Regions from separate parts of the Mus musculus genome. Here regions 2, 3, 4, 5 and 6 are each linked to region 1. Evidence: chromatin contacts called from public Hi-C and targeted proximity ligation data. All regions are on one chromosome and are shown on one strand. The core of a region is the stretch at or near the end of the contact, and the rest is flanking DNA. Distances in the headings are between cores, read along the strand shown.

Region 1 (3,814 bases), core at 189-2,688:
TGTCACGTGCTGGTGAGTTACCTAGTGTTTCTGCCATTGTTGATGTTGCTGCCTCTGGCCTCATCCACTGAGATCAGAATCCAGGTTCTTCCACAGACTAAAGACTAGTCGTGGCTCTCCAGGAATCCTTAAAGCCTTGTGGTCTTGTTGGACTGCTGAGGCATGTTACCTCCAGCACTGCGAAGCTACCAGGACAGCCATTGTTGGACCATTCAAGACTGTGCTGGGTAAACCAGTCTAAAATTAAAACAAAAAAACCAAACTCTTTTTAATATTGATTCATTCCATCTATTGTGTTCTTCTATCGAACTCCAGTAAAGTCCTTTAACAAGGAACTTTCCAGGCTCTGGCAGCACTTCTGGGCTGTGTCTCTCCACAGCTATTAACAACATCATTTACTAATATAACTGTCAGCAGAGGGAGGAAGCAGTGTGTTACTTATGTGGTCCAGGGTATAAAGCAATCCTCCTTGCATAGCCACCCCAAATGCTAGGAAAACAGGCATGTGACACCAATCCCAGCTTGGCTGTAGAATTCTTTAGCCTTAAAAGATAATCCTGAAAACAGAGCGAAACAAACTGCCTCCTCCAGGAATATAAAAAGGTCTTAAGAAGTCTGTCTTATTCCTTCATAGTCCCACTGCCTTTATTTGAAGTGATGATGCTCCTTTTGTTTATGGGCAGTGTGTCTACTTATTCTTGTTCCTTAGTAGTGTATATACATTCAGAAGGGGCTGGCTTTCAGATACGGTTCCTTGGAATCTTGGTGTCACGTCCCTCACTTCGCAAGAGGAAGGGGTTAAAAAAAAAAGTCATCAATATGCAAAACCTGTCACCAGATGCCCTATTCTGACCCAACTGCCAGACCTCCCTGGTCTGCCTGGCTGCTCAAGCGTTCAGTGGATTCTCAGGCGCCGCCTCCAGGTGTCATCAGTACAGAGATGGGGGAGGAGGGTGAGCTCACCCTAGAAACCGAAAGGCAGATGGTGAGGCCATGCGCGTCTGAGCAGCATCATGAGGACTTGCTGCGGGGATGGGGGGTGGTGGTGGTGGTGGAAGTTTATCAAACCAGGGAAGCATTTCTTTGCCTTCTGTAAAAGGCTCCTCTGTCAGGGTTGCGTACAGCTCCAGAGTAGCAAGGGATTTCATGTGTCAAGCGTCTTTCCCAATTCAGTTTCTGAGTCTCTCAAGTTGAACTCAGAGCCCTTTGGGGAGCACCCTGTTCATCCTATCTACCTTTCTGAATGTTATCGGCCCAGCGGGTACTAAGGTGTAGGTTGGGGAAAGTAGCTCGCCCCGCACTGCGTCGCCATGCCTTGGCTGGCACGCCACCGGCTCGGCAGGGATCGCGCATGCTCCGTGCGGTGGGGGGCGGGGCTCCAGCCCCCGGAAGCGTTCTCTCCCCGGCCGCGTTTCTTTCCTGTGCGAGGCCGGGCTACGGCTCTCCCATCGTCTCTGGTCCTGCCTCTGGGTGAGTAGCGGGTTCCCGCGGGGCCGGGCCAGGTGCGTCCCCCATCCCTCCCGGTCCCCCAGGGCCTGGCGCTCACCTGGGGAGACCAGCCCGGTAGTCACCTGCCTCCGCGTCGGTCACACTTGAGCGCCGCCCCGGATCCAGCGGATTAACCTCCAAGGGCGTCCGGGGCCTCGCCTTGGCGCCCGGCCGGGCGCGAGCCCTCAGGTCTCAGCGCTGGCGGGAGACTCCGGCTGCCCGCAAGGACATCTCTTGTAGGCGGCCTGGTCATTGGAGGATCGGGGGCGCTCAGGGCGACCTCAGGGCTAGGCTTGTAAGAAGGCGGCTGGAAGGAGCCGGTCCGCTCGTGCCGGCCCCTCTCCTCCTCCCTCTTTGTGCAAAGGCGGAGGTGTTTCTTCAGTGCTGGCCATGCTTTCCCAGAACATGCTGATGTTAATAATGACCTGCCCTCTCCGCGAAGCCTGGCAGGAATTCATTGTCACAGTCTGCGACTGTAGGGCCTTGATAGGCACAGAATTGCTGGGACTTTGAGTTGAGAGACCATTTGGAGCACACTGCAGTGACTTAGGGAATACTGCAGTAAAAACGTTAGTAGTTGCTCAGAGATAGGGTATCCACACTGAAACCAGAGCTAAACAGGAAAAGATTTAAAATGATATGCGTTTAAAGATAATTCTGAATTAACACCGGTCTAGTGGTGTTTCTTAGTGATATACAGCAATGTGTATATTTTGTTAAAATTAGCGTCTATGCAAAATTGAAATACATTCTCCACATTTGCAGCCAATTTGCAGATATATCAGTGCTTTATGAATGATAGATGGGTATGTACCTCATCTGTGGAGACTGTATAAAATATTTCCATTCACTGTCCACACAGCAGAACGTTTCCGTTTCATTTCAGGATTTCGAAGTCACTTTTGGATATGATGAGCAGTGGTCTTTTTTTTTTTTGTTTTGTTTTTGGTTTTGTTTTTTTGTTTTTTGAGATAAGTCTTCTCTGCGTAGCCCTGGCTGTCCTGGAACTCTGAAGACCAGGCTGGTCTCCAATTTGGAGATCTGCTTGCCTCTACGTCCCAGGTGCCAAGATTAAAGGTGTCAGCCACAGTTTTTGGAGTTCTTTATATATTCTGGATATTAATCCTCAGTCAGTCAGTTGACAAAGATATCCTCCCATTCTGTGGGCTACCTCTTCACTCAAATTTAGCTGCTGCTACCACCATCAACCTCTGCCTAGACCCAGAGTAGTCTTAAATCTGCCTAGAGTCAATGTTAATATTGGAATGGGAAGATATGTAAGCAAGAGATTTGTCTGTTGGTGGTGTTTTTTTTTTTTAAAGATTTATTATATTTAAGTACACTGTAGCTATCTTTAGACACACCAGAAGAGGACATCAGGTCTAATTACAGATGATTGTGAGCCACCTTGTGGATGCTCAGATTTGAACTCAGGACCTCTGGAAGAGGAGTTAGTGTTCTTAACCGCTGAGCCATCTCTCCAGCCCTGGTGGTGTTTTGATAGGAGTAAAAAATTATTACTGTCATCAGGTATGGTGATATACAGCTTTAATCCCAGCACTTGGGAGGCAGGGGCAGGTGGATCTCTGAGTTTGAGGATAGCTGTGTCTACAGAGTGAGTTCCAGGACATCTAGGACTACGTGGAGAAACCTTTTCTCCATAAACAAAAACAAAATCTGTTAGTGTCTTCATGACGTTAAGGAAATATGCTTTAGGAATAGCCTATAGCCCTGATTTATCTTGTAATTCAGTGACTGCCCTGTAGATGGCAATTTCAACATGCTGATTTAAACTCTTGGTTTTTGGAGGCAGAGATGTTTTATGTACTTTAGAATTATCTTGAACCCTATGTAGCCCAGGTTAGCCTTGCACCTTAACCTTGGCCCTTCAGTCTTCCTAATAGTCCGCTGAGATTCACAGGCTTGTGCCACTATACCCAGCTCTGACTGAAACCAAAAAACCAAACATTTTATTGGAATGTCATGACTTCACAGATTGTTAACAAAACCCTTACCCCATCTGTTGCATTATTATTATCAACTATGTTTGAAGCTTTATTGAGATATAGACAACGAAAGTGAAATTTTCAGGTCCTTTGAGAAGTTGATTATCATGCATCCTATTTTTCGAAATCTATACAAGTGGATAATCCTATGGATACTTAGCCATACTGTGAATTGTTACATGAGGCAATTATCATTTGGTGGCTAAATCAGTTCCCTTTTTTTTTTTTTTGTAATCTAGCTGCACTGTATTTTTGTGTAATTATATAGTAGCCATTATAAATCAAATATAGTACGTTCTTTTTATATAGATGTTCTTTAA
Region 2 (4,250 bases), core at 128-2,627, 230 kb before region 1:
CTCGAAATCTCAGTTTCTATGAAAAGAAAAGAGGGCAGACTTGAAAACTATGGTGCCACTGTCCCCAACAGGTTGGCCCATCAAACAGACACATTTAAAAACCAGGACAGCCTGGACCTCTGGCCGTGGACACATCCCATCTCTCTGGGTCACATGACCATTCCCCGTAAGAGGCTACTCTACACCACTGGAGACCCACCTGGGAGTAGAAATGGCAAATATTGTCAACATCAGACGTTTTGGGCCACTTGGGTCAGTAAATGTGACAAATACAGAGTAGAGATCATGTTCCCAGAAAAGATTTCACTGTCTGCCTTGAAATACAGCTGACAGGATTATTTATTGCCACTGTGAAATTTCTCAGGAAGGCTCTCACCCTCTAGCATTCCTAGAAAAACGCTGTCCCGAGTGGGTCTCCCGCATCCCCTCTGATCAGCTGCCCCGAGATGGCCTTTAAGGACTGCATACGATTAGGACCGAAGAACCATCATTTAATAATCTTTAAAATCTGACTATGACTGAAGATCTTTCCAGCTGGAATCATGGCGTTTCTAAAACCATCCTCCCTTGGATGGGAAACTTTTCACAAAGTGGACACCAACTCCAGGGGTCATATGAATATCAGACTTCACTGCTCTTCAGACTTAAGTGTGTTTGTCAGTGAGCTTGGACATATACATGTTACGGTGTGCGTGCGTGTAGGGGTCAGAAAACAAACTCACCTTTCTATCTTGATTAAGGCAGCGACTCTTCAGTGGCCAGCACTGCACATAGCAGTACAGCTGGCCCATGAGCTTCTGGGGATCCTCCTGCCTCTGACTTCGGCACAACAACACTAGGATGACAGACCCATGCTCCCAAACCCAGCGTTACATGGATTCTGGGATTCTAAATGACATTCTTACCGTTGAGCAGCAAGCATTTACTGAAAGAATCATCTCACTGGCCCACCCTTTATTTTTATAACCAACCCTTGCATAGAAAGATCCAAAATTAAAAGCGGCAGTCCTGGATACCACCATGAACACAGAATTCTCTCTCACACACACATACCACATTTCTTCACGTTAAATGGAGCTACTGCAACATTTCAGTCCATATGTAGGTATCAAGGGCTACCCTAGATGCAAGGACAGCCCTCGGCACAATGGTCCAGCACACGGGAGGCACTCGGTAAGCCCATGCTGTGGCCACCAGCCCCCCTTCTCTCCAGCAAACAGGACTCTGGGAAGAATCACTGAAGGACAAACTCAGAAATTCTTGGAACTATTGCCAAACAGAGAATAACAAGAGCCGCTGTGGGTTCAGGCTATTCTGAGAAGCCACACTTGGTCCAAGTGGGTAAGCCAGGCATAAAGCCTGGGTCTGGGCTCTGAGACCTAGCACAGGAACTGAAAGCTACAGCTGTCAGAGGCATGTCTGCTTCCTGTCTCTGTCTACCATGTCTCTCGGGCTGATTATATCCTTTTAATTTGTTTTTTAATTGAAACAGAATTACACCACTTCCCCATCCCTTTACCTCCTCCAACTCCTCCCACGTACCCCCTTCCAGCTGTCCCCATGCCCACCCCTCACTCTCAAGTTGATAGCCTCTATCTCTTTGATTAGTGTGTGTGTGTATGTGTACATGTGTGTATGTGTATCTGTTTACATGAATATATATAAATAAAATCTGTGTTTCTTATCTGTGTGTATATGGTTTCAAAGCTGATTACTTTGCTTAGGACAATAAATAAGGTGGCTCCTCTCTGAGAAAAGCTAAGTCTTCCTCTTTCAGCAGTCACTGCTCCTTTGTCTAGGGTTACGACCCCATGAAATTTCCCTCTTCCACCTTTGGATATTTATTTATTTACATTTCAAGTGTTATCCCCTTTCCCAGTTTCCCTTCCACAAACCCCCTATCCCATCCCCCCTCCCCCTGCTTCTGAGAGGGAACTCCCCCATGCACCCACACATTCCCACCTCACCACCCTCACATTCCCCTACACTGGGGCGTTGAGCCTTCAGAGAACCAAGGGCCTCTCCTCCCATTGATGCCCAACAAGACCATCCTCTGCTACATATGCAGCTGGAGCCATGGGTCCCTCCATGTGTACTCTTTGGTTGATGGTTAAGTCCCTGAGAGCTCTGGGGGGTGTGGGGGTCTGGTTGGTTGATATTGTTATTCTTCCTATGGGGTTGCAAACTCCTTCAGCTCCTTCGGTCCTTTACCTAACTCCTCCATTGGGGTCCCCGCGCTCAGTCCAACGGTTGGCTGTGAGCATTTTGTTACCATTGGTAGTGCCATGTTTCACGTCTGGTTCATACATCCATTTCTAGAAAATACTGATCTGAGGAAACTTTCCTAGTGTTCTGGCTCTTAAAATTTCTCCTGCTCCTCTTCCACAATATTCCTTGAGCCATAGATTAAGAGCCGTGATGTAGATGTAGCCATTAGGGCCTGGGCTCCCCGGGATCGAATTGTGTTCCATTGTGATTTTCTAGGCTGCTTTGATGAGCGGTGGTAGCTACACTGATCCAGGAAAGGTTGCTCATGCACAAAGAGATTGCAGCTTCTACTCTCCTACCAGATATGAGTAAAGATGAGTCCATGTGTGAAGCCAGACCTGTGGAAGGAAGGGTGATGTTAGATTCTGTCAGACCATGGGACTGGAGATGCCATTCTAGATAAGGGAGTTCATGGAGGCAACCACTGAGGGAACGAGATTCAGAGTGGGCTTTGGAGAATGAGTAAGAGTTACATGTGTGGTTGACAGAGAGCAGAGGCTTTGAGTAAAGCCTAAAGCTGCAGCTAAACGTGTGCAATGGGAGTAGACAACGGGTCTAGAAGAGAAGCATGCAGTCAGGCAAGGGGAACAGGCTGTGACGCTAAAGGAATTGGAGACCCCTGAGTGCTGGAGGGTCCTGATAGGGCCATTGTTTTTTTGTGACTCTAACAAAGAAATTTGTGTTCCTGCCACAAATCGGTGCTCAGTAAACTCAGGAATAAGCAGTAGACTATTTTACAGCATTCTTTGTTTCTCTTAGCATCATACACATTGTAACGGAAAGGACCATAAGTCCAGAATTGGCCCATGAAGTTGCTGGGCTAGTAGTCAGCTGTATGCATTCTCTTACTATGGAAGTGAGAATCTACAAACAACAGACATGGGTCCCAGGAAGCACTGAACCTAGCCCCAGAGGCTTATGTGCCAGAATTCTATACCTGAAACAGCAGCCCAACATATCCTGAGATGCGGAAAATTATCTAGAGGACTGTACGTGTGGCATCGCACTGTCACTGTATGTACAGTTACTTTCTCAAGGGCTGATGAAGAGCCTGGATCATATCACCATGCACCAGAAAGACTAGGAGTGGGCTGTGGAAGCTGCGTGTCTAATTTGTTCTTTGAGTCATGTTGATGCCTGGATCTTACAAATCACTGGCGGGGGCACTTCTTAATATATTCCACATGTACTGACAACTGACCCTCGCCCACAGAGGTCTACCCAAACTCATGACTTAAACAACCCTGGAGGAGCAGAACAGCCAGAGGCCAAATCCCAGCGTTTTTCTCATGTTCATGTTTCAGTGAGTTAGTGTTCCCTGACCTAAAAGAGGTAAATAATGACAAGTAAATAGCTCAGAAGGTTTTTTATAAGGGGTTTTGCATTAGCATATTAATAAAACAAAGTTTCCAATACAGACTTAAAAGCAGTGAGTCAGATAATTCCGTGTTGTAGAGAGCATGCCTGTGTGTTACAGAATCAGCAACACCATTGGCCTCTAGGCACTCCATGCTGGCTGTAAACTCTTCAAATACTGACAATTGAAAATATATTCAGGGGGCTGGTGAGATGGCTCAGCGAGTAAGAGCACTCTTCTGAAGTTGCTGCTCTTCTGAAGGTCCTGAGTTCAAATCCCAGAAACCACATGAGGCTCACAATCACCCGTAATGAGATCTGACGCCCTCTTCTGGTGTGTCTGAAGACAGCAACAGTGCACTTAATCTATAGTTATTTATATATATATATATATTCAGATATTGCCCAGTGTACCCAGTGAGGAAGCAAGATCACTCGCCAGTTAAAAACCACTGGTGTGAAAACAGTACCTGGCCTGACTAAGCCTCAATCATCAGTGTCTTCCCACCACCTGCTGCAAGGAAACAACTTGTTTACTCTCACAACAATTCAGTGAAGTAGGCACTCTTCTCCCCAACTTCGTAGACTGAGGGTCAGCATAGTAAATCTCTTACCTAACACCACCT
Region 3 (4,389 bases), core at 491-2,990, 140 kb after region 1:
ATTTGTGTTGCTCAAATACTCTTGGGTTTGAGGTCTAGCCTGGAGCATAGTTGACTCACCAGGTCAACTTAAAAAACACTTACTCTGGCTCCCAGAAGCTAGCAATTACCAATAGCCCCTCATCTCCAGGTAGGACTTCTTACCAGCTTTCCTGCTCTATACTGGGATTTTCTCTGGCTTGAGTTTACACAGGTCTGTGCAGCTATTCTAACCACTGTGAGGTCACATGAGCGACCTCTGGCTCTTCCAACCTGTCGAGCCCCTTTTCTGTGGAAATCCCTGAGTCTTGCATAGAAGAGTAAGATCTGGATATTCCAATTGGGACTGAGCACTCTGCAGCCTCCTAGTTAACCAGTTATGGGTCTGTGTGTGTTAACTGCCATCGACTAAAAGATGCTTCGCTGTCAAAGGCTGAGAGATACACTAGCCTTCTTCTCAGTACCTGTCCATAAGGACCACCAGAAGCAATTTGCTTTCAGTTGGCAAGGCCAACAGTATACCTTCACAGTTTTGCCTCAAGGATATATTAACTCTCCTGCCCTGTGTCATAATTTAGTTAGAAGGGATCTTGATCGTTTGGATCTTCCACAAAACATCACATTGGTGCACTATATTGATGACATTATGCTGATTGGACCAAGTGAGCAGGAAGTAGCAACCACTTTGGACTCATTGGTAACACATATGCGTATCAGAGGATGGGAAATAAATCCAACCAAAATTCAAGGACCATCTACCTCAGTGAAATTCTTAGGAGTCCAGTGGTGTGGGGCATGCAGAGATATTCCTTCTAAGGTGAAAGATAAGTTATTGCACCTGGCCCCTCCTACAACCAAGAAAGAAGCACAACGTTTAGTGGGTCTATTTGGATTCTGGAGACAACACATCCCTCACTTGGGTGTGTTACTTAGGCCTATTTACCAAGTGACTCGGAAAGGGTCTGGCTACAATAAGTCATTAGGAGTCACTTCATTTCCATTTAGCAGAATAATAATAATAAGAGGTTCTCCCCCTCGTATGTATAGCCACAGGTTCTTGGCCTTTTCTGTGTGCAGCAGATCTTAAGTCCAATCAGAAAATATCTGGCCACTCCCGTGACACTTGTACCACAAGCTTCCAGCATAATCTGTTGCCTCCACCCATGTTTAGTAAGAATAAACTTTATAGACTGAAGGAGATATACAGCGTCTATAACAGTCAGATATTCTATCCTGAAGTGTCAGTGCTCCATGACATGTTGAAAAAGCTCTAAAGGAGCTCACCAAGTCTCCAGTGCTTCTGTTCTTTTACTGATACAAATTCCCAACCTCTCGACAGTGAGTTCTTAGGATTTGCTGTTCTGGACCTAGTGCAGAGTTGGCAAATTCAGGCAATGAAGCTAGCTGCAGAACCCTGGGGTTATGTGTGCTTTATATTTCTTAGTGGGTTTAAGCACTCTGCAGGCTATGTTGCTGTTCCACTTTATGAAGGAGGAGAATGAGGTACAGAGAGGTGAAGGAACTAAGTGAAGGACACCCCAAGATTTAAATGCAGAGTCCGGCTTCTCAGTCCATGCGCATCGTGGCTTTGACCCAGCCTCTATACAGGCAGTCCATTTTAAACATTTTAAGCAGAATAAAATGATCACCAGCTTGCAATCATTTATGGAAAAGTAATTCTGCATAAGCGAAGGAGGAGCTTAGGCAACTGTGCAAAACAGATCAGTTTTGAAGTCTTTGATGATTTATGTTTTCATAGACATCCAACCACAGGCATTCTCTCACACCTGAGGTATGTTTCCTGAGAGTCAGACCACTGGGGGAGCACACCATCTGTGTTTAACCATTTAAAGGACTGCCAAGCTGTTTCTCAAGGATGTTGAACAAGTTGACGACCCCATCAACCAGTGTAGGAAGATTCCAATTCTCTGTGGTCATACTCATCACTGTTGGCCTTTAAAAAAATTATGAATCTCCCAGTGATTGTGACGTGGTATCTTGTGGGGGTTTTCCCTTTGATTTTTTCCCCCTCCTGATTATCAAGGTTAAGTATCTTCTTGTGTGCTCCTTGGCCATTGGTACTGATTCTTGGGAGAGCTTTCTGTCACTATTTCTTACCTGTTTCAAGTTTTCCTCTTGTGGGAAAAGCTGTAGCGATGCCACCCATACCTCACCACAGTTTACAACCTCCAGGAAGTGGTAAACGGGGTTTGTAAAGCATGTGATCTTGGCATTATTAACATCTTAGTTTTCCGAGTTCATGACTTCAATAAAGACCCCAGGAATTCAAAGTTCATTGCAGATGGATTGGTCTTAGATCTAAGAGGGTTTATATATTCAAGATACCACTGAGCCTTTGGGGCTTTATTTCAGGGCTATAACTCAGGATGAGGGTCATTCACAGAATATCAGGTGAAAGATCTGAGGAGAGAAACAAGGAAATTGTGGAGCTCAGGGCCTTTGAAAACCACCAAATGTTAATCTACCGATATGGGTGGCCTTGATCTCTGAAAGTTCTGGGACATACCAGAGTCTTGGTTAAAGATGTCCATCAGCCACCCAGTCCTATCTCATGTTCCTAGATATATAGGTAGCAGGGCTGTGAATGAGGAAGCCATGAAGTGAGTTGGTTAAGCACTGAGGCCGTGCCAACTTCATAGCTTTGAACTCCACACTGGCTGTTGACTTGCAGCTTATGAATCCTGCCATTCACTTTACTGCTGTGAGCGTCAGGCAAGCTCTGGTGAGATAGAGAGGAGTTCACTGGAGTATAATGGGGATCATGGTAAAGGCTGGTTTCTAAGGGTGGAATTCATGCACTGTCAATCGTAACCTTGAAAATTCTTCAAGTTCAAAGGCAAGTACATTCCAAGTGTGCAGTTTGATGCAGACAATGCTAAACAGGGTTTCCTTGGATGCCGCTCCCTTGTTCATTATCCCCATTGCCTTCTTCTATGAACACTCTCACACCTCTGGCAGAAATAAAGTTTAGGCAGTCAGACCTTTGCCATCACTTTTCCAGTCTTGCTGAAGGTTTCAGTCCACAAGGGAGGTTGCTCTCACGTTTGGCTGTATCTGCTGTTCATCCCAGGCTCATCCGGTGACTCGTAGGGCAAGCTCACAACACTTTAACTCTTCCTCTTTTGTTTTAAGCACTCATGTAGGATTCTTGCAAGTTAGGTGTGCACATGCCGGTTCTCCTCTGTGAGATGCATAAACTATTTATGTGTCCTGTAAATCCTCGTCAAAGGCTTCTCAACATGTGCTCGTTATGCCCAAACACCCAAATCTAAGCTGCTTGGTTGACTGAGGTGGTAACCTCCAAGATTTCTCTTCTGAGAGAAGAGCAGAGTGCCCATGGGCAGCATCTAGTACGCAACTCTGCTTGCTCCTGTGTTGGCCTCGCCCACAGCCACTGTTTTGGAAGCCTTCCCAGATCTGCTCCACCTAGCCTAGCACTCGGTACACAGAGCCTGATAGTCAGGCCAGAGGTCAGCGGGTGGCTGGGAAAAGAGTTCATTTAAACCAAACTCCACCAGAGCTTCAGGGTCTACTCTCAGCAGTAGCAAGGGTGAGAGGCAAGAATATAGCATCTTCTTCCTTACTGTCTTCTGGAGCAGAGAGAGTAGGAAGATGCAGGCACCATCAGCCAGGAAGACCTGGGCATTTGGAGCTTCACTGGCAACACAAGGTGGCCATTAGTGTGGCTTGCTCATTGGGAAGCTCCTCATTGAAGAACTTCAACAAAGGGGAGAGCACTTTGCATTGGCTGAAGCAGAAAAGCCTTATTGGCATAAGAGTAAGAGACTGTGCCAGGACAGAGGGTTGGCTTAATGAGTAAAGGTGTCTGACTCACAAGCGTGGGGACCTAAGTTCTACCCCTAGAGCCTACATAATGATTGAAGGAGCAAACCAATTCCATCTAACCTCCAAACTTATGTCATGGTATACATGTGCACACAGGTCTGGGTGCCCATATGCGTGTATGCACTCGTGCGTGCACGTGTATATACACCCACCCACACACCCCACTAAGACTGTATCAGTTAACTATTTGTTATTAGAAAAGTGGTTAAGGCAATTATGGTATATCTTCATAATAGAATATCTGTTCTAATACTGGACAGATGCTGGGACATGCTGCCAGGTGGGGGAAAAAAAAGCAAGACACACGAAAGACAGACAGCGGAAGGAGGTTGTAGTGATAAGCAAATATCCTTGAGTTTATATTTGCTTTGCAGATCTCTACAAAGATATACAAAATACGACTGGCAGCTGTTGCTCCATAAAGAAGAAATATTCTTTTATACTGTTTAAATTTTTATGTGTGCTCATATCAAATTTGTAAAACAAAAACATAATATAAAATACAACTCGAGGGAAAATTTAAAAAAAAGAAAAGAAAAGAAAA
Region 4 (3,816 bases), core at 190-2,689, 130 kb before region 1:
TGAGGTCATACCTATAAGTCTGCACTCTTACAGCCAGCTGAGTTTTGACAGAGAGGTCAATAATACACATTAGCAAAAACTATAGCGTCTTCAGCAAACGGTGCTGGTTAACCTGAAGAGCTATACGGTAGAGAAGTGAAACCAGACTCTTATTTCTCATTGTGCACAAAACAAGGACATCAAGACCTTAACCTAAGACCTGATGCTGTAAATCTGATAAAGGGGAAAGCAGGCAGTTTGCACACAGAGAGCACTTTCTGAGCAGGACTAACAATTGACAAGTAGTTATCAGGAAAATTCAAATGAAAAATTTCTTGGAATTTCATCTTACCGCAATCGGGATGACTAAGATAAAGAACTAAAAAAAACAAAACAGCATGCACACACACACAAATGCTGGTGTGGGTGGATATAGGGAAAGGGAACACTTATTCACTGCTAATGGGAATGTAAATTGGCACAGCCCCTATGGAAATCAGTGCGGAAGTTGCTCAAAACGCTAGAAACAGATCTACCATATGATCCAGGTATACCACTCTTGGATAACTATAGATACCCAAGGGACTCCATATCCTACTATAGAAGTATTTGCTCGTCCCTGTTCATCACAATAGCTATGAAATGGAAACAGCCTAGATGTCTATCACCTGATAGACGGTGAAAATGTGCACATTTACACAATGGAATATTATTCAGGTGTTAAGAAAAATGAAATTTGAGGTAAATGGATGGAGACAATTATTCTGAGTAACGTATCCTGAACCCAAGAAGACAAACTGTATGCTTTCTCTCATTTGTGGATGTAAGGGTTGAATTTTCAGATACGTGTTTCATTTGGGATACTCAACGAGGCCATGGAATTATCAAGGATTAAAAAAAAACAGAAGAAGAAGGGTAAATGGGGTAGGGGAGGGAAGGGCAGAGTAGAGGAGGGAGCACAGGAGGAAGGACAGACACTAAAGATATCACATGGGAACTATTGGAGACGTTTCCCACCCTAGCTTTGAACCTTCACAGTGACTTAAACTCCCTGGTTCCTGTGGGGCTCCACAGTCTCATTGCCCCAGTCTGGTCCTGTTGCACCGAAACTATCAGAAATTCCATGAATTTTGCGGAATGTCGTTGGCCCCATTCTTCAGTTTCAAAACAAGTAAGTTTGGGTTATTTTGCTTTTATGCCTCCTGGTCATATTAATTCTGAGAAAAGCCTCAGCAGCTCATACGCACATTAGCTAGCATCCTTCCAGGAAGTCCGTGGCAGCTGACTTAGTTCTCCTAACTGGGCTTCACTCATCTCCCAACATTCTTATAAAGATGGTGACTATAAATATATTAAAAAATAAACACTTTCAAATTAAAAACAGCTTATGTTCTGGTGCGTGCTAGATAGCATTCCCCTGGTCCTAGTTTGACTCATCCATTTACTGTTAATAAGAATGTTTCAAATTCTAATGCCAACAAAATGTGGTATACCTACAAAAGTTACATTTTCTTGAGTCATGAAAAGGAATGAAGTACAACGCATGAAACTTTAAAACAAGTGGAAGAAGGCAGATACAAAAAGCCAAATTTGTATGATTCTATTTATATGAAATGTTCAAAATATAAAATTTATATGTAAATATAAATCTACAGTAAATTATTGGTTTCCAGGGTGGTGAAGGAGAGTAGTGGTGACAACTCATGCACAGAGAATGTCAATGTTTTGAAATTAGAAAGGAGTGGTGACTGTACCATGCTCTAACTACACATTAAATATATTGAATATATAACTATATATTACAACTCCATAAAAAAAGTATAGTGACATCTTCCTGGGGCTTAAGACCTGATGACAAATTTCAAGTCATATTTATACAGAAACTACCACATTGATGGTTATACAGAAGATATCACTTCCTAAACTTACCAAATCTATAGTTTTTTGTTCCAATAATGAAACTAATATATTATAAAATGGTCAAAGAAAATGGAGTTCTGAAATGTATGTAATATTATCCTTTGTCAAAAAGAAAAAAATTTGCATGATCATAAAATACCTTTAGGCAATACATAAAAATTGATAACAGTAGTTGTCTCAAATGTATAACAAGATGATGGGGCCTTTTGGCTGTGTGCTCTGATTTTAAATGATAATCAAAGTGCTTCTATAGTAACTTGAAATTATATTAATATCGTATTACAACATAATTCAGACTTATAATAAATGCTCTCTCCAACTACAATTGTGGATATGTCTATTTTTATCGTCAGTTCTAGTAACCTTTTTCATATAGTTGATACTCTGCTATTAGATATATGCACATTAAAAGTAGCTATGGCTTCTTATAACCCTTTACCGTTAAGATCTCCTTAAGCCTTTTAACATTCCTTGGTTTTAACTATATGGCACTTCAGCTTTCTGTTTCACAGTTACATAGTATTGCTTTCTCATTCTTTCCTTCTGAACCCTTCTGCATTTTTATGAGAGTGTGTTTGTGTGTGCTGGGATCCTTTAGTAGATCAGTAAGGGCTCTTAACCTCCTTTCATCCTGCTCTCTGGATTTCTATATAAAAAGTCAATTGTAGATAGCATATAATTATGGTTTTCTCTTTCTCCAATCAGATACTTGTTGCCTTTTAATTGGATGTTTAAAAACACTTATTCTTAGTCTTTTATTGACATGATCAAACTTTAAATGACCTCATTAGCATTGTTTCATGCTTTATGCTTCCCTTTTTTTTCCCCTGACTGTGGTATTTTTTAATCATTACATTTACTTTCACTAGTAATTTAATTGCTATGACTTCTTGTTCTCAATGTAGTGTTGTTTTTAGGACTTGCAAATTACATTTTTTAAAAAAAATCATAGTTATCTACAAGTCTTATATCACCTCAAATACAGTGTAAGCACTTTACAACTGTATAGCTTATAGCCTCTGCCCATTTTTGTATCACTGCACTAATTATAAATGTCATAAATTTCATAGCACATCATCACCAAATACTCACTAATCAATATTTAATTTTCTATGTAAAATTTGGCGGTCATACTACTGAGATAATAGATCAAATCAAGGCACAGATGTTTATTAGAGCATTTATTAAAATATTTGTGTGCTGCACATGCCTGTGCACACAGAGACACCAGAAAAGTATCAGGTGTCTTCCTGCATAACTCTACATCTCGTTCCTCTGAGGCAGAGTCTCTCCCTGAACCAAGACCTCATGGTTTTGTTTTCAGTTTTGTTTTTTCTAGGCTGGCAGCCAATGAGCACTCTGATCTTCCTGTCTCTGTCACCATGAATGCTGGTGTTACAGGGACACAGAAGACCATGTCCAGCCTCTACTTGGGTGAGAGGCTCATGTAGCCCTTAGTGGCATGCCCCTACCTACTGAGCCATGTCTCCACAATGAAGTATTTTCTAAATGAGATTCACATATATACCAGAGTACCTTAAGCAAACTGCTTGCCATGGTGAGGGTGTGATTCAGACAGTTAAGACCTTAGTAGGACAAAAGAGAAAATCTTGCCCAGAAGGAATTCTGCCAGCTTTTGAGTATGATGGTTATTTTATGTGGCAAGGCCACTGGGTCACGGATGTCCAAATATTTGGTTAGACATTGTTCTCAGAGTGTCTGTGGGCATGTTTCTGGGTGGTATTAATGGCTGAATGGTGGTCTGGCTGCTCTAATATGAGTGAAACTCACAATCTGTCCAAGGCCTGAAAAGAATAAAAAGAATTCTGCTGGGTGTGGTAAGTTACGTCTCTAAGTCCTAGCACTCAGAAGGCCGAGGCAGGGTATGAGGACAGCCTGGGCTACATAGTGAAAGTC
Region 5 (4,227 bases), core at 947-3,446, 200 kb after region 1:
TGCGCGGTGTGTCAGTGCTACGTCACAAGGCTTCTAGTCTAGGAATCTGGATTCACCAACTTTAAAGGCATGTCCATATCAAATCACAGGGTGTAAGTTCTTACTTGGCATAAATTCATCCAAGGATTATTAAAGGCGAGGACCATCTACCTAAGATTTTTAGTCAGAAGTGGTATACAGTAAGAAAAAAAAAAACTGTTAAAATTTCTTGTTTCTCCTGTGTTCGTGGTTAAACCCAGGGCTTTGTATACATGGGGCAAGCATCCTGCCAATCCCTACACTTCCAGATCTGTCCTTGCTTTGACTTTAGAGATTGGGTCTCACCACAGAGCCGATTTCTCCTGGGATTCACCATTTACCCAGGCTGCTGTCTAATATTTGATGCTTCTGCTTCCACTTCCCTGCTTCTGGGAATGCAGGCAGGGAGTGCCTTGTATATCCAAAACATACATACACCCATAACACACACACACAACACACACGCGCGCACGCACACACTAACTTCATTCTTGATTTTTTTTCATTTCAAATACAACACAGAAAGAGTTCAATAGATAACTATGTTGAGGTTGTAAGGGTAAGAAGGCAAACTGAGCCTACTTTCAATTAAGCAACGGGAAGAACATTAAATTAAGGTCAGGGAGAGTTCTCTATGCAGTCTGGTTGGCTCTAACTCCTTCCAAGTTAGCTGCTTGGGTACTTGGGCTAAGTCTGAGACCATGACAGACTGTGTTACATGGTCCTTCCATTAGTAACAGCTCAGAGCATTAACTGCTTAAGTCTCAAACATATGCTTTTCTTCATTATGTTGTTTCCCATAGCCTGAATTCAACTTAGTTATCACTGGGCATTTAAGTTTTACTTAAAGTTTAATTAGAGAAATAACCAGATGACAAAGCAACCTCAACTCGTCAAGGCTTTCCTAAAGAACAGCTTTCTCTCTCGCTCTGGCTGTCCTAGAACTCACTCTGTAGACCAGGCTGGCCTTGAACTCTGAAATCCGCCTGCCTCTGCCTCCCAAGTATTGGGGTTAAAGGCGTGCGCCACCACTGCCCAGCAAGAACAGCTTTATTCCAGAGGCTCTGAGTGTAAGAAAAGCATCTGAATTGGTTCTGAGATATGACTCAAATCACCTTAGACAATAATTAAAAATTATTTTAAAATCAGTAAGTTCAAAGTCAAGGGTCCACTTATAACTAAGAATGCCAGAACGCTCTTCTTCACTTATAAACAAGACACAGCAGCAGTATGGAACTGATTTCTACTTCGTTGTTCAAATCTATTGGTAAACTATCAGATATACCTTTGTTCAACGACATCTATGGAAACATGTATGTCAAAAGGGGAACATCCCCTTCGAAGGGTTAATATAGTCCTTAAACATCTGTTCACATTTACATTTGCCTGCCCTTTCATGAGACTTACTCAAATTTCTGTTTGGGGGCATTTTAAAAAATATCACTTTCTCTTCTAAATTACACTGGAACAACAAAAGTGTGTGTGAGTGTGTGTTGGGGGATGGGGTAAGGATCTTCAATTATGGGCAGTTGTTCCGTGAGTTGTGGGGTTTCTCGTGTATACACTGTGTGCTGGCCATTATCACCCCCTAGTCTTCTCTCACTCCCTCTAAACCTTTCTTCTTCCCAACAATTTCTCTTCTTGCTTTCATCTTTTTGTTTGCATTGTTTTTTGTGACCCTCTGAGTTTTACTATTTTGAATTTTTTTGATCAGCTTATATTATAATCACCATTCCAAATACTTCAAACCAAATATACAAGAGTATATGATCGAATCTTTATCAGCAGTCATTAAAAGTATGCTCACAGTTTTGATAAAGGCTCTGACTTTTTGAAGGGGGATATTTATTCTGGCTCATGTTCAGAGGGCTTAGTCACATTCACCCTCCTGACAAGGTAAATGGACAGAGCACTGTGTAGCAGGAGGAACCTGGCTGGGTAGAGCTGTTCACTTCACGGCCCATCAGGAAGAGAGAGAAAAGAGAAATCAGTTAACTCCTATAAGGAAGCAATCAGAGTTCATTTTCAGGAACACGCTGCCACTGCTCCAAGCACTAAAACTGAATAGGTCCATCAAGTTGTAAGCCAACTCCTGGTTCACGTTCATGCAGGCCCAACCAAGCACCTCACGAAAGCGCCACCTGCCCAGCTTCTGCCTGGACTGTATCCCAAGGCGCAGAGAGTGCGCCTGGAGGTCACGGTCAACCTTTGCTGAGTCAGCACTCCAGAGCCAAGTTAGGATGAAGTGCGAATGAAGTGATGCAACTGGGAATCAGTGTGCCTGTGTCCTCAATCTCTCCCTCCCCTCTCCCTCCTTCTCCCCGCCCCCACCACACCCTCTCACACACATCCACACAAATAACATCAGAAGGGCTTGTTAGAAAGAAGGGGGGTTCAGTGGGAAGGGGACAGAACCAGAAAGGGTGATAGATAATTATGCTGAAGCGAGATCATGCGCATGTGTGAAATGTACTAAGCTTGCCTGTGTGAGCATAGGCACAGGCAGCATCCAATGGCCACACCACTGAAGAATGACCCCACCCCTTCCTCGCCCCAGCACGCACTAGCTGACTACAGCCCCTCAGCTGCAGTGGAGTCTCATGCTCTACCTTATGTCTGACTTGGGATCTCTCCTGAATCAGCAGCTGAGCAGCTGGGCTATGCAGCTGGCCAGTGAGCCCTAGGGCTCTCTTTCTGCCTTTCTCTGAGTCCCGGTGTAGGGCTTACAGAAGTGTGCTGTCACATCCTGGTTTTGCATGGGTGCTGGGGATTCAAATTCAGATCTTCATGGCTCACACAGTGAACACTTTACGCACTGAGCCACCTCCTTAGTTCCTAAATCAGACCTGAGAGAGAATAAGTCCAGTGTATCAAATGAATTACCTAACGTTACCCAGGAAGAAGGTGGCTTTGTAAATTGCATCCTTTATTATATAAATAAACGAGAAGATTTTATTGTCTTCAATTCAAACCAAATTTAATCTGAAGACTAAAATTACACCAAGAAATGAAACTATGTAAATGTTCAAAGTAGGTAAATGCCTTAAGCAATTCAAAATGCTCAGTAAGAAGACCCAATAATTGCATGTTTTCCCTTAAGCATACACAGCTACATCTTTCTAAGCTCTTAATTTATGTTTCACACGCAACTGGCGTTACACAAACTATGCTTTCAAACATGATCTAGGACTATCAGATGGCACTTCGGACAAATTTCACAATGTGCACACTTACGTAAGAGCACATACAAATGGTTGGAACTGCCAGAGCAATGAGACGCTTTGAGAAGAAAATTACAAAAAGTAAATTTTGTTTACAAGTCTTCAATATTTGACTGCAGTAGATCTCTGGAGAAGTACACATTTGGCAATGTAAGCCTGGAATGAAAATGACACAAATGTCCTTTTTATGTAAAAATATGTAGAAATTAAGCTCACAAGATAGAAGAACAGGGATAAAGCTCTATTGTCCTCCCTACTAGCATTAGGAAGCTAGAATTATATGAAACAGTAGTTTTCAGTCAGACAACAGAGTAAGAGAGAAGGCAAACGGGTTGAACCCAGCAGCTGTCCAGGCTGACTGTTTAGCGTCTGCAGGCTGTGGTGGAGGGTGGAGGGTGGAGGGCAGAGGCCATGGCAGCCCTGAGGTGAGTGAGGTCCAGGGAGGGAACACTGGCAGGAACTCATGGAACAGATATACTTCGGGACAGGGAGCTCTGGAGTCCAGAGGGGCCGCTCTCAACGTCAGCCATTATGTTACACATAGACTCACACATGGGAACCCAGGAGGAAGGCATCGGCAAAATACACTTCCAAGGCTAACAAGCCAAACTGGTGAACGCTCAGATGCACGGGGAAGAGAGGACTCCTGGTCAGACAGATCAGCAAAAGACAAAGAAGAGGGCCGGGAGACGGCACAGAGTTCAGCTCCTTGCTCTTGCAGGGGATCTGGGTTCTGTTCCCTAGATCCATGCTGAATAGCTCACAAATGCATATAACTCCAGCTTCAAGGGATCTGACACCCTCTTCTGCCATGTGCAGGAACACACACACACACACACACACACACACACACACACACGTAAAAATAAAATAAACCTTAAAAAGAGACGGAGAGCTAATGACTTAGGCACACAGGTGAGATCGAGCCAGCTGTACTACTTCTATGCTGAGATAGATGACTTTATGTTAACTGTAGTTCAATGCAGCT
Region 6 (4,100 bases), core at 1,446-3,945, 190 kb after region 1:
TTTGAAGCCTGCTCCCCCATGCTAGGCTAACGGCAATGCCATAGTCCAGAATCTCATGGATTAAAGTCTGAAAGTTGTAACAGAGGACAAGTCAATACATAAAGGCAAATAATTAAACTGAAACCAACCAGTTGGCACATCACAAAAGATATTCAATAATAATGCCTGTTGGGAAAGGGCATCAGTTTTATGAGCCATCAAAGACTGCAAATTCAACTGTCTTGAGAGACCTCCGCAAGAATGGCGGAGAGGAAGCAGTAGCGAATGCAGGGAGTAGAGGAAGCCCCGAGCCTGTGAAGTTCTGAGTGGATGTGTATTGTTGTCATAGAGCTCCGGACCTATGGGGAAATGGCAAAGCCTTCCCTTCTGGTGAGTGTCTGTGTGTGAGCAAGAGTGTGTGTGAATTTGTGAGTGAAGGACCCTAGAGGCTCAGGTCAATGGGGAAGTGGCAAAGCCTTTCCTTCAGGGGTACGTGGTGTGTGCATGCATGTGTGTGTGTAGACAGGTGTGTACAGAAAATGTCCCTCCTGGCTTTCTCTCCCTGAGAGAATTATAGCCTGAGCCCTGCTCCTGTAAAGAGCCTGTTCTTTACCAAGATTAGTTAATCCTGCCCCTTGGTTCAGCTGTCTACACAACCCTTGGCTCTTCAGCTGCCTGTTCTCACCCAGCCTCCTTTCTCAGCTGTATGTGATAACCCTACCTCTCTGTTCAACTCCCACCCAAACCCAGCTTTCTGTTTGTGTGTGTCTGTCCGTCGTATGTCTGTCTTTCCTTCACTCCATCACCACACCCAGTCAGGTCCGTCCTTGGAGCCATGTTAGACACGGCAACCAAATGGTGGTGGAACGGCAGCTAGATGGCACTTTCACAGATTGTTGGTGGCAGTACATAGCAGCTTTGTGTGCTCATGCTAACTGTGTTACCCAAGAAACCCATTTACAGTGTCGCACACATAGGCTACAGGAAGCCTGCCCCCAGTTGGCTCTGATTGTGAAATAAAGCTGCCAACGACCAATGGCTGGGCAGGGAGACAGAAGTGGGACTTTTAGGATTCTCCAGGGCAAGAAACACTGTGAAGGAGAAAGGATTTTCCCCATGAGAGAGGGTGTAAGACCATGCCATGAAGGAGCAGGGGGTAAAATGGCTGAAATGTGGGTGCAAAAGGAAAGTGGCCCCATGGGAGGACTGCCCAGAAGGAAGCAGGGCAACAAAGATACAGATTTAGAAAGGGTTACCTCAGGAATACCAGACTCTACTCGTGTCAAACAGTGGGGTGGTGGTATGGTGATTGCTGCCCCTCACAGAGCTACTGCAACAGGCAGAAGGCATACTCCATTACATGGGGACGAGGAAGGATGGAGATCATTGCCACGAGGCAGTACAGGCAGCTTATGGCAAGTTGGTGGCAGAGCCCTGACGTTTTCATCCATCTCTCTGTTCAAGCCACCTGCTTTATGGAATCAACAGGTTTCAGTAGTGGGACAGTGAGGTCTGGCCTATATAGATGACAGCTGTGTCACTGAGTGAGGACTGAGATGGAGGTCAAACGTAGATATCTTCTTTCTTTGAGAATTCTCCTAAGATTTCGGACATATAAAAAATGGGGCTAAAACCTAATTAACACATACACAGCATGCACATAAAACATATGAGCACACAGCATTTTTAACCTCTGGTATGTAATCTCATGCCAGAGTCACAATTATTGCTCTAACAGGTGGGGTTTTCTTTTTTTTTTAAATAAAATCAATAAACATATGCTGCAACTTGGCTCTATATGGAATTACAGCAAGGTATAGATTGCACCTTATTTTAATAACTTCCAACAGGTGTGAGCTGTGCTGTCTTAGGGTTTCTGCTTCTGCACCATCATCGTGACCAAGATGCAAATTGGGGAGGAAAGGGTTTATTCAGCTTACACTTCCAAATTGCTGTTCATCACCAAAGGAAGTCAGGACTGGAACTCAAGCAGGTCAGAAAGCAGGAGCAGATGCAGAGGCCACAGAGGGATGTTACTCACTGGCTTGCTTCCCCTACCTTGCCCTACTTGCTTTCTTATAGAACCCAAGACTACCAGCTCAGAGATGGTCCCACCCACAAGGGGCCTTTCTCCCTTGATCACTAATTGAGAAAATGCCTTACAGCTGGATCTCATGGAGGCACTTCCTCAACTGAAGCTCCTTTCTCTGTGATAACTCCAACCTGTGTCAAGTTGACACACAAAACCAGCCAGTACATGTGCCTTGCTCTGAAAAACTTCAGATATAATTCTAGGTTATGGTTTAATACAAGAATCAATGAACTTGGACCAGCAAGATGGTTCGGAGAGTAAAGGCACTTGCTTCCATGGCCAACAATGAGCTCCATCCTGGAGACCCACATGTCGGATGGAGAGAACCGATTCCCACAAGTTGTCCTCTGACCTTCACAAGTACACAGCGGCATGCACCTCCTACCCCAACAAATAAATGAGTGTAATTAAGAGAAAAGAATCAAGAGCCTGTCCAACCCCCTGATGAACTAAAAAACAAACAAACAAACAAACAAAAAAACCTTCTAGACTAAGCATGTGGTTCGATCAGCTGGCATGGGAGACAGGAGAAACTGAAGAGGTTGGACATGAGGCTCCCATCCTAAGTTGTTTCTAGCTTCCATTTCTTACAACTTCCTGGTCTCAGCAATTACAGCCAGTGGCCCCAGGGGGCAAAGGGCAGCAGCATCTGGAACACATTTCTATGGCAGGGATGCAGTCAGAGAGTCCAGTAGTTCACAATTAGTCTGCATCATGGAAACAGACTACAAAGCCCCAAATAAACGTGTCCTAATTCCACTGCTAGTCCCGAGGGAGCTGAAGCCAATTTAGATGGAGCCTAAAGTGTTATAGGAAATATAAAATAGCACCACTAACTTCCACCATCTTCTCACTGGCCAGATGGGCCTCATAGCACTAACCGCAGTATCAGGATGAAGTGGAAAACTTAATCTTCCTGTGCTCCAGGGCTTCTCAGGTGTAGGTATGGTCCCCGCCCAGTGCTATTCTATAATATACAGAACCTATTTATAATCTAACACCACGTCTATCGCTGGGTAGGAGAATTTTAGGGTATGCTATAACGTTACATGAGATGATTCCCTTAGGACTGGCTCTTGTACACGTGTTTGAGCGAATGCCAATGAACACAGGTATCCATCTAGGAAAGTGCTTATGACATACATACACAGTAATCAGAGATTTTGGGAGGTGGAAAGAGGTGTCTGAAGCAACGTGGAGGTCTGCTAGACACGCTTTTAGCACTTTTTTTTTTGTAAGAGTGAGACTGCTGTGGAATGTTGTCCTCTGAGCATAGCATGGCCGTTAGCATCTGAATCAGCAGCTTTGAGTACTGGCAGGAAATGGCAGCAAGACTATGCACAGTCATTCATAGGAGGAAGGGAAAGCTTCAGAGACTTACCAGGGAGGCCAGCCACGCCCTACCTCCTAAGCAGCACTTGTTCCCTCATGCAACTGTACACAGCTGCACACTGCTACCTCGGGTGACTAGGCGGTAAACAGTTAGGCAAAGGGGCCTCTATCTTTGCAGTGTTTGAGAGGTCTACACTCGTGCTTGGTTGGGACTTCCAGTGATGCTGGTGTTTTAAGGGTCCTCTGTATTCCATTAGGTAAGCCTGATAAACTCACCGGTTCACAAAGCTAGGCACAGTGGCATACCATATAAAGTATCAAATTCGTATATCTTTGGATTTTATTGTGTTGGAAAGTTTGATTTTTTTTAGTCCTAAAAACCACATGGTATTGGTACACAGAGAGAGACAGGTAGTTCAAGGGAATAGAATTAAAGAGCCACAATTGAACTCACACACCTATGGTCACTTGATCTGTGACAAAGAAGCCAAAACCATCCAGTGAAAAAAAGACAGCATATCAGCCAATGTTGCTGGCTTAAGTGTCAGCCAGTATATGGAAAAATGCAAATTGATACATTCCTTCAGTGCTATCTGGGGTAGGGTCCTATCTGGGGTGAATACACTCCAGGAAACGTTCCCACCACAGAGGCCAACAGCAGTTGGAGCTTGAAAAGGTTTTCCTGATTTTTCTCACC

Evidence for each region. A called contact is a pair of places that touch in the nucleus more often than the background predicts.
Region 2: a targeted proximity ligation map of pro-B cells shows a contact between it and region 1, with 2.7 times the contacts expected there. A contact is called at or near these places in 1 of 39 promoter capture datasets (liver), 6 of 484 Hi-C or Micro-C datasets (embryonic stem cells, large pre-B cells, muscle stem cells and 1 more), 6 of 130 datasets of targeted methods (the 230-238 cell line, bone marrow-derived macrophages, embryonic stem cells and 2 more) and 1 of 9 other capture datasets (adipose tissue).
Region 3: a contact with region 1 is called in a targeted proximity ligation map of memory CD8 T cells, with 110 read pairs. A contact is called at or near these places in 2 of 484 Hi-C or Micro-C datasets (CD8 T cells and nephron progenitors), 3 of 130 datasets of targeted methods (bone marrow-derived macrophages, memory CD8 T cells and pancreatic cancer cells) and 2 of 9 other capture datasets (adipose tissue and pancreatic islet).
Region 4: a contact with region 1 is called in a Hi-C map of embryonic fibroblasts, with 2.4 times the contacts expected there. A contact is called at or near these places in 4 of 39 promoter capture datasets (embryonic stem cells, liver, pre-B cells and 1 more), 14 of 484 Hi-C or Micro-C datasets (B cells, centroblasts, embryonic fibroblasts and 4 more), 5 of 130 datasets of targeted methods (bone marrow-derived macrophages, embryonic stem cells and large pre-B cells) and 1 of 9 other capture datasets (embryonic stem cells).
Region 5: a contact with region 1 is called in a targeted proximity ligation map of embryonic stem cells, with 5 times the contacts expected there. A contact is called at or near these places in 6 of 39 promoter capture datasets (3T3-L1-derived adipocytes, embryonic stem cells, liver and 2 more), 7 of 484 Hi-C or Micro-C datasets (the CH12 cell line, Th2 cells, bone marrow-derived macrophages and 3 more), 27 of 130 datasets of targeted methods (the 230-238 cell line, the HPC-7 cell line, T-cell acute lymphoblastic leukemia and 17 more) and 4 of 9 other capture datasets (adipose tissue, embryonic stem cells, liver and 1 more).
Region 6: a contact with region 1 is called in a targeted proximity ligation map of bone marrow-derived macrophages, with 5 times the contacts expected there. A contact is called at or near these places in 4 of 39 promoter capture datasets (the C10 cell line, macrophages, pre-B cells and 1 more), 4 of 484 Hi-C or Micro-C datasets (the G1E-ER4 cell line, the HL-1 cell line and embryonic stem cells), 20 of 130 datasets of targeted methods (the 230-238 cell line, the HPC-7 cell line, the NIH/3T3 cell line and 11 more) and 3 of 9 other capture datasets (adipose tissue, embryonic stem cells and pancreatic islet).

Annotation. Positions count from the first base shown.
Region 1 is chr19:32,709,922-32,713,735 of GRCm38.p6, reverse strand. It overlaps Atad1 (ATPase family, AAA domain containing 1), which reads left to right and starts at 1,438. Exons shown (of 10, transcript NM_026487.3): 1 at 1,438-1,470.
Region 2 is chr19:32,936,983-32,941,232 of GRCm38.p6, reverse strand. It overlaps Gm36774 (a long non-coding RNA gene), which reads right to left. Exons shown (of 5, transcript XR_001782638.2): 4 at 4,239-4,250; 5 at 1,834-2,606. Among named protein-coding and RNA genes, the nearest start is that of Gm36774, 8.8 kb to the right of the region's middle.
Region 3 is chr19:32,572,477-32,576,865 of GRCm38.p6, reverse strand. No RefSeq gene overlaps it. Among named protein-coding and RNA genes, the nearest start is that of Gm36419, 31 kb to the right of the region's middle.
Region 4 is chr19:32,838,119-32,841,934 of GRCm38.p6, reverse strand. No RefSeq gene overlaps it. Among named protein-coding and RNA genes, the nearest start is that of Pten, 82 kb to the right of the region's middle.
Region 5 is chr19:32,505,725-32,509,951 of GRCm38.p6, reverse strand. All of the region lies in intron 4 of Minpp1 (multiple inositol polyphosphate histidine phosphatase 1), which reads right to left. Among named protein-coding and RNA genes, the nearest start is that of Minpp1, 22 kb to the right of the region's middle.
Region 6 is chr19:32,523,321-32,527,420 of GRCm38.p6, reverse strand. No RefSeq gene overlaps it. Among named protein-coding and RNA genes, the nearest start is that of Gm36419, 18 kb to the left of the region's middle.